Regions from separate parts of the Mus musculus genome. Here region 2 is linked to region 1. The links are chromatin contacts, called in public Micro-C maps. All regions are on one chromosome and are shown on one strand. The core of a region is the stretch at or near the end of the contact, and the rest is flanking DNA. Distances in the headings are between cores, read along the strand shown. Region 1 overlaps Soga1 (suppressor of glucose, autophagy associated 1). Region 2 holds the start of Soga1 (suppressor of glucose, autophagy associated 1).

Region 1 (5,034 bases), core at 1,396-3,895:
TGTGGTTAACTACAGAATGATCTTGCTTTTCTTTGTTTCTTCATGTAATAATGCTGCCCAGAAGTTTAATTGTGATTATTTGTGGATTTCAGTAACTATGGAGTAAGATCATTTTAAAAAAGCTAACCAAATTCTCCATTTTCTGGGGGAAATTGTGTTTTAAAAGCATTTAGAGCTAAATGAAGTTAATTTGTTCTTGGGCTGTCAAGATGGCTCAGCAGATAAAGGTGCTTGCAGCCAAGCGTCAGGACCTGGGTTTGATCCCTGGGACCCACATGGTGGGAGGAGAGAACCAACTCCTATAAACTGTCCGCTGACTTATATACCATGTGCACATACCCACACACAAGATAGATAGATAGATAGATAGATAGATAGATAGATAGATAGATAGACAGACAGACAGACAGCAGACTAGTAGGGAACACAGATGTCTAGAGTCTTCTTATGATTCTAGATGTTACTTACAAAACAGGAAGTCATGAGCTTGAGGCCAGCGTGGGTTACATAGCAAGACCCTGCCCAAAGCACCAAAGGGGAGAGAAGTGTTCAGTTTGTCAAAAGCCATAGGCACCCATTCTCCTTCCTTTCTCCATCTCTGCCCTTCCCCGTGTGTGTGTATGTGCATGTATGTGCATGCATGTGTGGTGCATGTGTGTATCCATGTGTAATGCATTGTAGTGGCTATTCCTGGTTGTCAACTTGACTATATTTGGAATGAACTACAATCCAGAATTGGAAGGCTCACCAGTGACCCTTATCTGGAGGCTTGGAGATCCTTATCTAGATCTTGGTTTGAAGATCTTGAGCCATAGTGGCTATGGATTCCAGAAGATTGAATCTCGGAGTTTAAGGAACACACCTTTAATCTGGGCTACGCCTTTCATCTGGGATTAAAGGTGTGGTGGGACACACCTTTAATCTGGGCTACACCTTCTGCTGGAGACAATATAGGGACATTGGAAGAAGGGAGTCTAGCTCTTGCTCTTGCTCCTTCGCCTGCTTGCTGCGTGAGACTGAGTAACTGCTAGATCCTTGGACTTCCATTCACAGCTGCGACTGAACCATTGTTGGGAATTGGGCTGCCGACTGTAAGTCATCAATAAATTCCTTTACTATCTAGAGACTATCCATAAGTTCTGTGACTCTAGAGAACCCTGACTAATACATGCATGTATGTGTGCATATGTGTGCAGGCATGTATGAATGTGTATGCATGTGTGGTACATGGGTGTGTCCATGTGCAGTGCATGTGTGTGTACACACGTGTCTGCTTGTGTGTGCATGTGAGTCCATGTGTGTGCACTGGTGCTGGGTTACATAGCAAGACCCTGCCTTGTGTGGGCACAAGGCCTCACACGTGCTGAGCAAGTGCCTCATCACTGAGCTGCAGCCCCATCCATCACTACTTTGCTGTTATTCCCCAGTAACAACATTTTTTAGATGAGATGAAGTGGGCATGAAGCAGGCGGATCACCGGAACCTGTGAGTCTGAGGCCAGCCTGAGCAACACAGTAAGACTCCATCGCAAAAGACAAGTGTTAAGTATTTCTGGTAACAGGAATGTTGACTCTAACACGCTGCACAGGAACAGAAGAGTGGACATGGTCCCAGGCATAGCAGGTTCCTGCTGTGAAAAAAAATGTGGCCAATAATATAATTTGGCCGTCTCTGCAGTGATACGAGGCGTGTCTTGTACACCTGTTCTGTATTAAAAATCTCTGCAGATCTGGGCAAACTGTCATGTGCCTGTAATCCCAGCACTTGGAAGTTGTAGGCAGGAGGATGGTAAGTTTGAAGTAAGCATAATATAATTACTGAGACCCTGGCTCAACAAAGAAACAAAAAAAAAAAACCTCTTAAATAGAAGTCAGGCGCCTGCCCCTGCACATCGCTCTTGAACTGGGGGTTGGCGCTGTGCTTAGTCATAGCTAATCGGTAAGAATGAAGGAAACGGAGTCAAGGTGTAAATGAGCCAACACAAACAAACAAGCCTATTTTCTTCTCAGAAAACGAGATCTAAGCATCTCAGGTTGCTTCAACGTAGTCATCGTCCTCCTCTTCTTCCTCTTCTTCCTCCTCCTCCTCTTCTTCCTCTCTCCCTCCCCTTCTCTCTGTCTATCCATCTCCTGACTGGGGATCAAAGCTAAGGCTACACAGCACTACAGCTTAGCTCCTTGTCCAGACAGTGCTTTTCTTTTCTTTTTTCTTTTTAAAGATTTATTTATTATATGTAAGTACGCTGTAGCTGTCTTCAGACACCCCAGAAGAGGGCATCAGATCCCATTACAGATGGTTGTGAGCCACCATGTGGTTGCTGGGATTTGAACTCACGACCTTTGGAAGAGCAGTCGGTGCTCTTAACCACTGAGCCATCTCTCCAGCCCCAGACAACGCTCTTCCTCTTCCTCCTTCGCCATGGTTATGAGGACATCCAGACCACCTCACTAGGCAGTTGGACCCTTCAGTTCCAGGGAGTTTCCCAGGCTCAGGAGGACAGGGAACTTCTCAAAGATCAGAGAATCTTAGCAACTCTAGGGATTATAACTGTTGTGGTGGGAAAGCCGGGCCCATGGGAGTGGACATGTCGAAGGTCACACCACCAGACCAGCAGAGTGACTCAGCACTCAGGATCCCTGAGTCCATGTGACTTGTCACGGACACCGACCTCATCCTCAACCCGTGGAGGCCAGGCCAACAATCCTATGAGGCTCTGTACTTGTCTGTGGCAAACCTGACAATTTTCGAGAGTGAAATGACGTACCCGAGATCTCACAGCCAGCACCCAGAAAGTCACAGCATGAACTCAAACAGCCTAAATGGAGAGGCCATTGCTTCTCTGCTACATAAGTTAGTCATTTCAAGATGGCCTCCAGCTCAGCATTCAGGCTGCCTCAGCGTCCTGACACTGGGATTACAGTTTGATATCATGTCCCATATCCAGCTAAGCTTCCTCTAACTAAACCACGGGATTGATTCAAATTCCCTTTTCTCTTTCTCTCTCTCTCTCTCTCTCTCTCTCTCTCTCTCTCTCTCTCTCTCTCTCTTTCTTTCTTTCTTTCTTTTTTTGCCTTGGCTGTCAGAAGTTTAAATGCTTAAAACCTATACCATCCTCCTCCAAGGGCCACCCTGCCTGCTTTCAGGAGGCAATCGGCTTCCACCCAACAGCCTGCTTAGGCCTAGACCCACCTCAGAGGCATAAGAATCGTTATCTTCAGCTCGGTAGGGCCTGAAGTTCCGACTAGGGTCAGGCTTGGACTCCAAGTCCCCGGTACGGAAGGCCTCTCGGATCCTGGGCTCCCACTCAAGCAGGTCTCTGAAGTCAGGTGGCTAAAAGCAGAAGAGATCCATAGGGAGAGGCCCAAGGAGTGCAACAAAGGTCCCCACCAGGCCTCTGCCATATAATGGGCTTTGTCCACATGAGAGGGAGCCTGGGTGAATTGGCCTTCCCAGGGTGCGAGGCCACAACTCATTTGCTTATTGCATAACGAGCAGTGGGGCAAGTGGAAACATTAATTTTGTGAATGGCTCTTACGCAAAGCCCTCTGAAACAATTCTATCACCCTGTCGGTGACCCGTGTGGTCCCTGCTCACTCTTACTTCAGGAAGAGGGAGACTCAACACGGGCCTCCCCTTTCAAGAAGCGATCTGAAGCCACAGCAGCACAGCTGAAGCCACTACCCGCCCGGTCCCATGCAGTGCAGGGCCACACACAGCAATCTCCCGCCATTCTCTCAGGATGAAAACCACACCACTCCACGCTCTCTGCAGCCCAGCCTCACAACTCTGTCCTGTTCCTTCGACCTACCGTGTTCCTTCTCTCAATGATCTGAGCCCCTTCAAGATCTAGGACAAGTTCCTGGTTGATAAAAACCATTTCTCATGTCACATTCACAGGCTTGACAGATTGACTAATTAATTCCCCCTCGCTAGGCGGTGGGACCTTTCGAGTGGGGCTCCTATCCCTCCCTGGTTCTGCAGATCACCACCCATCCCGTGTTAAGCACGAAGGGTGGGGACCATCCACAAGGTATCCCAGCCTGCGGACAGGGAATGCAGGGTGTGAGGAAGCACACTGCCCAGCGACAGTAGCCATAACATGAAGCCCAGGCCCAGGAAAGGCTGTGTGGGAAGGATCAGAGGGGGCGCTCCCAGCACGCAGCCAGCCTCAAGCATCTGCGATGTGTAACTACAACGAAGGAACTGCAGCTCAATCCTATGCTTCGTTAATTTAATTTTTAAAATTTGTCTTGGGAGTTTTGGGTTGTTTCTGTTCTGTACTGGGGATAGAACCTGTGCCGCCAACTAAGGCTGATCCTTTACCATCGCGGCACATCCCCACATGGCTGCTGCACTGAACGTCACCAGTCAAGACGGTGTACAGAGACATCGGCAGGAAGTGGTAGGTAGGCACACGAGGTGTTCGTTTATTTTTATATTTGCGTCAAATGTTTACGTTTTGCTTTTGCACTAATGCATTTTAAATTTTTCAACAAGTGTCTTTTCCGTTTTAGTTTTTCTGGGTAGCCTGTCATGGGTATCAAGGCTAAGCTTCTCAAAAGTTGATCAAAAAGTTTAAAATATTTTTTTAAATTTAATATTATGGACTGGTGGTGGGCGGTGATGACACACACCTTTAATCCCAGCATTTGTGGGGGGTGGGGGGGGCAGAGGCAGGCAGATCTCTATATGAGTTCAGGGTTAGCTTGGCCTACAGAGTGAGTTCCAGGACAGCAGGACTACACAGTGAAACCCTGCCTCGAAAAAACCAAAAAGAAGTGGGATGTGGGGATCTGGCAAGCGAGCTGACCAGGTAAAGGTACTTGCTACCAAGCCTGAGCTGATCCCCAGGACCATCTGAGACTGACTCCTGTGACCACCACATGTGCACAACGGCTCCCCCTGAACCCCACCAAATACGTGTAATAATTTTAGTTACAAAAGAGATGGAAAAAGGAGGGGGCTACCCTAGAGAAATGGCTCAACAGTTAAGATACATTAATGCTCTTTAAAAGGACCCGAGTTCAGCTTCTA
Region 2 (5,006 bases), core at 1,979-4,478, 43 kb after region 1:
CCTCACTCGCCCAACTTTCTTCAGTCTAGAATGTTTTTCTTGCAGCTCCTCATTTGGCTGTCTACATCATCTCCCAACTCCTGGCCTCCATGAGTCCTCTGCCCCACCTCCACAAAGCTCACCCTTATCACCAGGCGCATTGTGTTTTGTTGTGACTATTGTTTAACTCTTGGTGTCACAGAGGCTCTCCCTAGTTCACTCATACTCCAAAATCTGCTCTAAGCAAACAGTGACTGACTGGATGGATGGATGGATGGATGGCCTCGAGGTAAGGAGGAAGACCCCAGCCTGATCCCATAGAATCCACAAAAGAATGTGACAGATGCACAAGGCACCATGCTCTCCATCCTGAGAGCAGCAGGAGATCTCAGCCACCGCATCTGAAGTTTCCTACCGTGCCAAATGCTCTAGCTACGTGCACATTTAATCTTTAAGGATGATCTGTGTGTACTTATTCAAGTCTTAAGATGAGAAAACTCAGGTCCAAACATGGTAAGTAATGTGCCCAAGATTACACAGCCAGGAAGCTACAGATCCAACAGGGGCCTGAAGCTTTCGCCCAAAAACTCAACTGAATGGTTGGCAGAAAGTGAGGCTCAGTCTGGCCCTGGAACTGGAACTCAACCCAGTCTTGGTCTCTAGGAGAACCTGGACTCGACCCCCAGCCTCCTGGGACCACTTTCCCATCTACATACTCATGGGTAGCTTCAGATGGAGTTAGGGACTCTGTCTGACCACTTCCTGGGAGCACAGGAAAGGGCCCGGGATCTGGGCAGGAAGAAACCAAACCAAGAACTGTGAGTTGTGCTCATCTGGTGCTCGGGTCCAGGTCTGGAGTAGCTCAGGCTGGGAATTCAGGAAGCCACGAGGAGCATCTCGGAAGACTGACTCCATCCTCAGGGCCTGCACTCTAACCACTGACTTCAGAAGACTTCGCCCTCTAACTGAACCCCAGCTCCCAAATGTCAACAGTGAGTAACACCTTTGTGAAGACTTACACTCCCATTTAACTGAAAAAAAAAAAAAATGGAGGCCTGGTTTGGGGAAGGCCCAGGCTACAAACAGGTGGTAAATAATCCTTTGTCAGATAGACCTGTGTCCTCTAGTGTACAGGAGTTTCCTGAGAACATGCTGGATAGAGGACCCAAAGGAAAGCAAGAGGGACACCCCAACATCCTAAGGAAGACTCCCCCGACAGTAGAAGCAAGAGGCAGTTAAGTGCCACAGGGCAGACATGTCATTAGAGTGCTGTCAACTCAATGGCTCCTGGCCAGGGCACTCTGGGTGTTGTGCCAGGCCATCAACTGTCAAGTGCAGACAATACTGTAGCCTCTTCCAGCAGCGGCAGTGCAGCCCGTGAAGATCCCAGCTTCCCACACCAAGGTCAAGAAGCCAGGGCAGGACTGTCCCCATAGCTGCCACCATGTCAAAGAAGAGGCAGCCAGAGCATGGGCTGCACCTAGGTGCCCAGTCACCGACGATTGCTTCTCCCAGACAGCTCTCCAGGCCCACACACAGAGGGAATACCCCTAACCAGCAGGACAGTTTCCCTCTTCCCACAGGGAGCACGGGCCAAGTCTGCCCAAACCTCTCTCAGAGGGGACAGAAGACAATATCCTGGGATTGAGGAAGTGGCCTCTGAACCAGTTCTCCCACGACATCATCCTCCCAGGCTGTGGGACCGTTAGACTGGGCGGAAGTGGACTCGAGCCAAGGGGATGTTCCCAGATGTCACGCTTTCAAACTGGATCCGCCCCAAAAGGCAGGCGAGGACAGGCCTGCCGGGGAAGCCCTGGGTAAGGACTTAGGATGGTGTTCTGCCTCTCCTTGCCAGGGGATAGCACGGTTTCCCTGGCAGCCTAACACACGGACATTGGTTCCAGAACAGAGAGCCGAGAAAGCCTGCTGATCTGGGACCGGGGTCCTGGGCAGGTTAGAGGGGGGGAAGGTCAGCCTTGGCTGACTATCCCCACTCACCCATCAGAACGTGTCCTCTAAAACAGTTTTACCGCGGGTGGGAAAGTGCACATTGGGGTCCTTTACTCGGTGTCTTATCCATAATCCTCCTCACCGGAAAAGTGGGAAGAGAAGGTGGGGCACTCTCCCTGCTTGGTCAGCGCCCTGGACTCTTGAGCCCGGATGACCAGTCCTCTCCCGCCCCTGCGCCTCCCCCATCCCCCCCAGGTCCCCACCTTGAGATAGTCGTTCTCGGAACGCAGCTCTTCCAGCTCCCGCACCAAGCCTCCGGGCCCACAGTCCAGCATCTCCTCGGTGAGGTCGGAGAAGGCTAGCGAGGCGCTGAGTGGCAAGCGGCTGCTGCCCACCGACGATGCGGCCACCGACGGCTCATCCGGGGAGGCGGGAGGCCGCGGAGGCTGCTGCCCCGACTGCGCTGGCTGGGGCGGCTGCCCGGTGCGGGTCCCCGCCGGGCCGCCCGCCGCAGACTCGGCGTCGCTGCTCAGCGCCAGCTCCAGGCCCAACTGGCGCGCCTCCTCCGACGCGCAGTCCGACACCTCGGAGCTACTGTCCGTGAGGCTGGGCGGCGGCGGCGGCGGGCGGGGCCCGGTACCGGGACGAGGGCGACCCTTGGCGCGGACCCCCGTGCGCACCCCGGCCACCCGAGGCCCCGTGCCTCGGGTACCAGGAGCCACCGCGCGCCCCTTCTTGTCGGGCCTCGCCGAGGACGCGGTGCCACAGGCTGTAGCGGAGCCCGGGCCTGTGCCGCGGCGGCCTTTGGCCAGAGACCAGCCGGCCACGTCCTTGGGCCGGGCTGGTGATGGCGCGCGGTGGCTTTTCTTCCTCTCCGCGGCGGGCGCGGGCGCAGGCGGGGGGCCGTAGCCCCGCGCCGATGACTCTCCCGCTGGCGTCTCCATCGCGGCCTCCCCGGGTCTCAGCGAGCGGCGCGCATGGCCCGGGAGTGGCCGGCTTGGGTGTCCCTGCGGCGGGTCTCGGATGCGCTCCCGCCGCTCAGGCCGCGACTGCGCTCCGGTCTCCTGCGTCCGGGGGCTGCGCTCGGGCCCTGCCCCGCGCCGCGCGGCCTCTCCGCCACTCGGTGCTCTCAGCGCGCGGCCCGATCTCCTCCAGGCGCCGCGACTCCGACTCCGGCTCCGCCCGGTGCCCGCCCCCTCCGCCTCGCCGCGCCCCCGGAGTGCGCCCGGACCCCGACTGCAGCCTGCTCGGCGATCGCCGCCTCGGACTCCCAGTCCGGCTGAGGCCAGGGCCCCGGCTCCGCCCGGCGCGGCCCGCCCCCCACGCAGCCCCGCCAGCTCCCCGCCCCGCCGCCTCGGCTCGGGGGCGCGCGGCTCGGCGAACAAAAGGCGGACGCGGCGGGAGCAGCGGGGAGGGACGCGAGCGGGGAGCGAGGGAGGGATCCGCGAGGCAACAGCGACCCCCTCGAGGGTCAGGCGGGCCCGGGCAGCCGCGGCCTCGGCTCGCTCCCGCCGCTCCGGGCCGCCGGCCGCTCCTCTGCGGGCTGGGGGATCACACCCGGCCGAGGAGCCTGGAAGCCCGGCGTCGCCGTAGGGGCCTCGTGGACGACAGGAGAGACTATTCCCTGGCAGAGGCCCCGCGGACCTCAAAGGGCCGGAGCCAGCATCCATGCACACCCAGCACCGCGCCGCGCGCCCCTTGTGGGTGCTGAGCCTGCGCGAACTCCGCCCCCTTTAACTGGGCATGACAAACGACCCCATCCTATAGAACCTTAAACTGAACACGACCTGGCACGCGGTCGGTTCTTGGTCTGAGAAGGAAGCAGGATGGATCCTACAGAGTATGCTGGACTCCTTTTGCCTCGTCTATCTGTCCGCTGCCATTGGAACCGTGGCGTTCCGCGTGCATCTTGGATCTTGCACACCCTAGTTGCCTATGAACCCGGGCATAGTCTTGTCTCCCCGACCCCAATTTCATGGTCTTTGCGATTAACTTCAGGCTGTGCCTTGAGGATGCCAGACCGTTAGGTGCTTAGGGGGCAGGTTCTAGGCCGGTTAGGGGCTGGCATGGGACTGTGACCCTGAATACCAACAGGGTCAGATTGACTCCACCACAGACTCCAAGGCCCCAGTATTGGTGGGCATGGTTTCTTTCCTCTTGAGCTATTCAGGCTATCAGAGTTAATTTCTCAGAATCCCTTACACCTTCCTCACCTCTGCCCTCTCCACACTGTGCCTAAACCATAGTAAGTTCTTTGGCCCTGGGAAGGCACTCATCAGCATGGTAGCTGCCCAGTCTCTTGCCACCCAGAAGGTAGCTCGTACACACACACACACACACACACACACACACACACACTATGCAGCCTCTTTTTCTTCCTTTAGACCCTTCTCGGTCTTTCTCTCCCCTTCTCTTTTCCCCCTTCTTTTCCATGGGTTCCTCGTCCTCCTCTTCTTCCCTCATCTTTACTTTGGCTCCTCCCCTTTCTCCTAACCTGACCTACATCATGGCCAACTAGTTCAAGGTCTACTCCTTTTTCTTTTATTGACCCACCATCCACCTCGAAGTACAAGCAGGTCTGCCTAGCACCTGGGAACCCTGAGGACCCTGGGGAGTCCTCCTACACCCAAGCCGCGGAGTCCAGTCCTAGCCTGCTCTAATGGGTCCATTACAAGTTCATTATCGTGATTGTCCCTGCTCTTAAGGGGCTCATTGAAGTGATACAGAGAGAATGTGCAGTTCTTGAAACTTGTTGCTTCCTATAGAACATGGGTTTTTGCAGTGTGAGGGCATATGCATGAGACCATCCTCAGCTGGGTAGGCACTAATGCAGACCATGCTCCATATTTCAACAAAGAATCTTAGAATTCTCCCCCCACACCTCTCTCTCAAGATGGTGTCTCATTTTATTGCCAGGCTGGCCTTGAATTCATGGGCTTAAGCTTTCCAAACAGCTGGGAGTACAAAAGTCTGTCAACTCTTGTCTCAGAAGGATTAAGGAACTTTTTTTTGGCTTTTCGAGACAGGGTTTCTCTGTGTAGCCCTGGCTGTCCTGAAACTCACTCTGTAGTCCAGAC

The links. Hi-C and Micro-C count contacts between places; a contact is called where the count stands out from the background.
Region 2: a contact with region 1 is called in a Micro-C map of muscle stem cells, with 5 times the contacts expected there. The contact joins the promoter of Soga1 here to the enhancer-like site in region 1. A contact is called at or near these places in 22 of 39 promoter capture datasets (the 3T3-L1 cell line, 3T3-L1-derived adipocytes, the C10 cell line and 16 more), 3 of 15 datasets of contacts at CTCF or cohesin (the NIH/3T3 cell line, large pre-B cells and stem cell-derived epiblast-like cells), 105 of 484 Hi-C or Micro-C datasets (3T3-L1-derived adipocytes, the 63-12 cell line, the AML12 cell line and 66 more), 31 of 115 datasets of contacts at active chromatin or transcription factors (the HPC-7 cell line, VIP interneurons, bone marrow-derived dendritic cells and 19 more) and 5 of 9 other capture datasets (adipose tissue, embryonic stem cells, liver and 2 more).

The regions. Positions count from the first base shown.
Region 1 is chr2:157,033,981-157,039,014 of GRCm38.p6, forward strand. It overlaps Soga1 (suppressor of glucose, autophagy associated 1), which reads right to left. Exons shown (of 15, transcript NM_001164663.1): 6 at 3,190-3,330. Among named protein-coding and RNA genes, the nearest start is that of Dsn1, 29 kb to the left of the region's middle. Within about 2 kb of position 2,646, at least 52 of the 459 cell types and tissues checked have an H3K27ac peak or open chromatin away from gene starts, as enhancers often do. A contact at or near this core is called in the C2C12 cell line, the HL-1 cell line, the N1E-115 cell line and 10 more, where this site is marked.
Region 2 is chr2:157,076,037-157,081,042 of GRCm38.p6, forward strand. Soga1 (suppressor of glucose, autophagy associated 1) reads right to left here and starts at 3,229. Exons shown (of 15, transcript NM_001164663.1): 1 at 2,193-3,229. The coding sequence starts at 2,873. It also overlaps a transcript of Tldc2 not described here.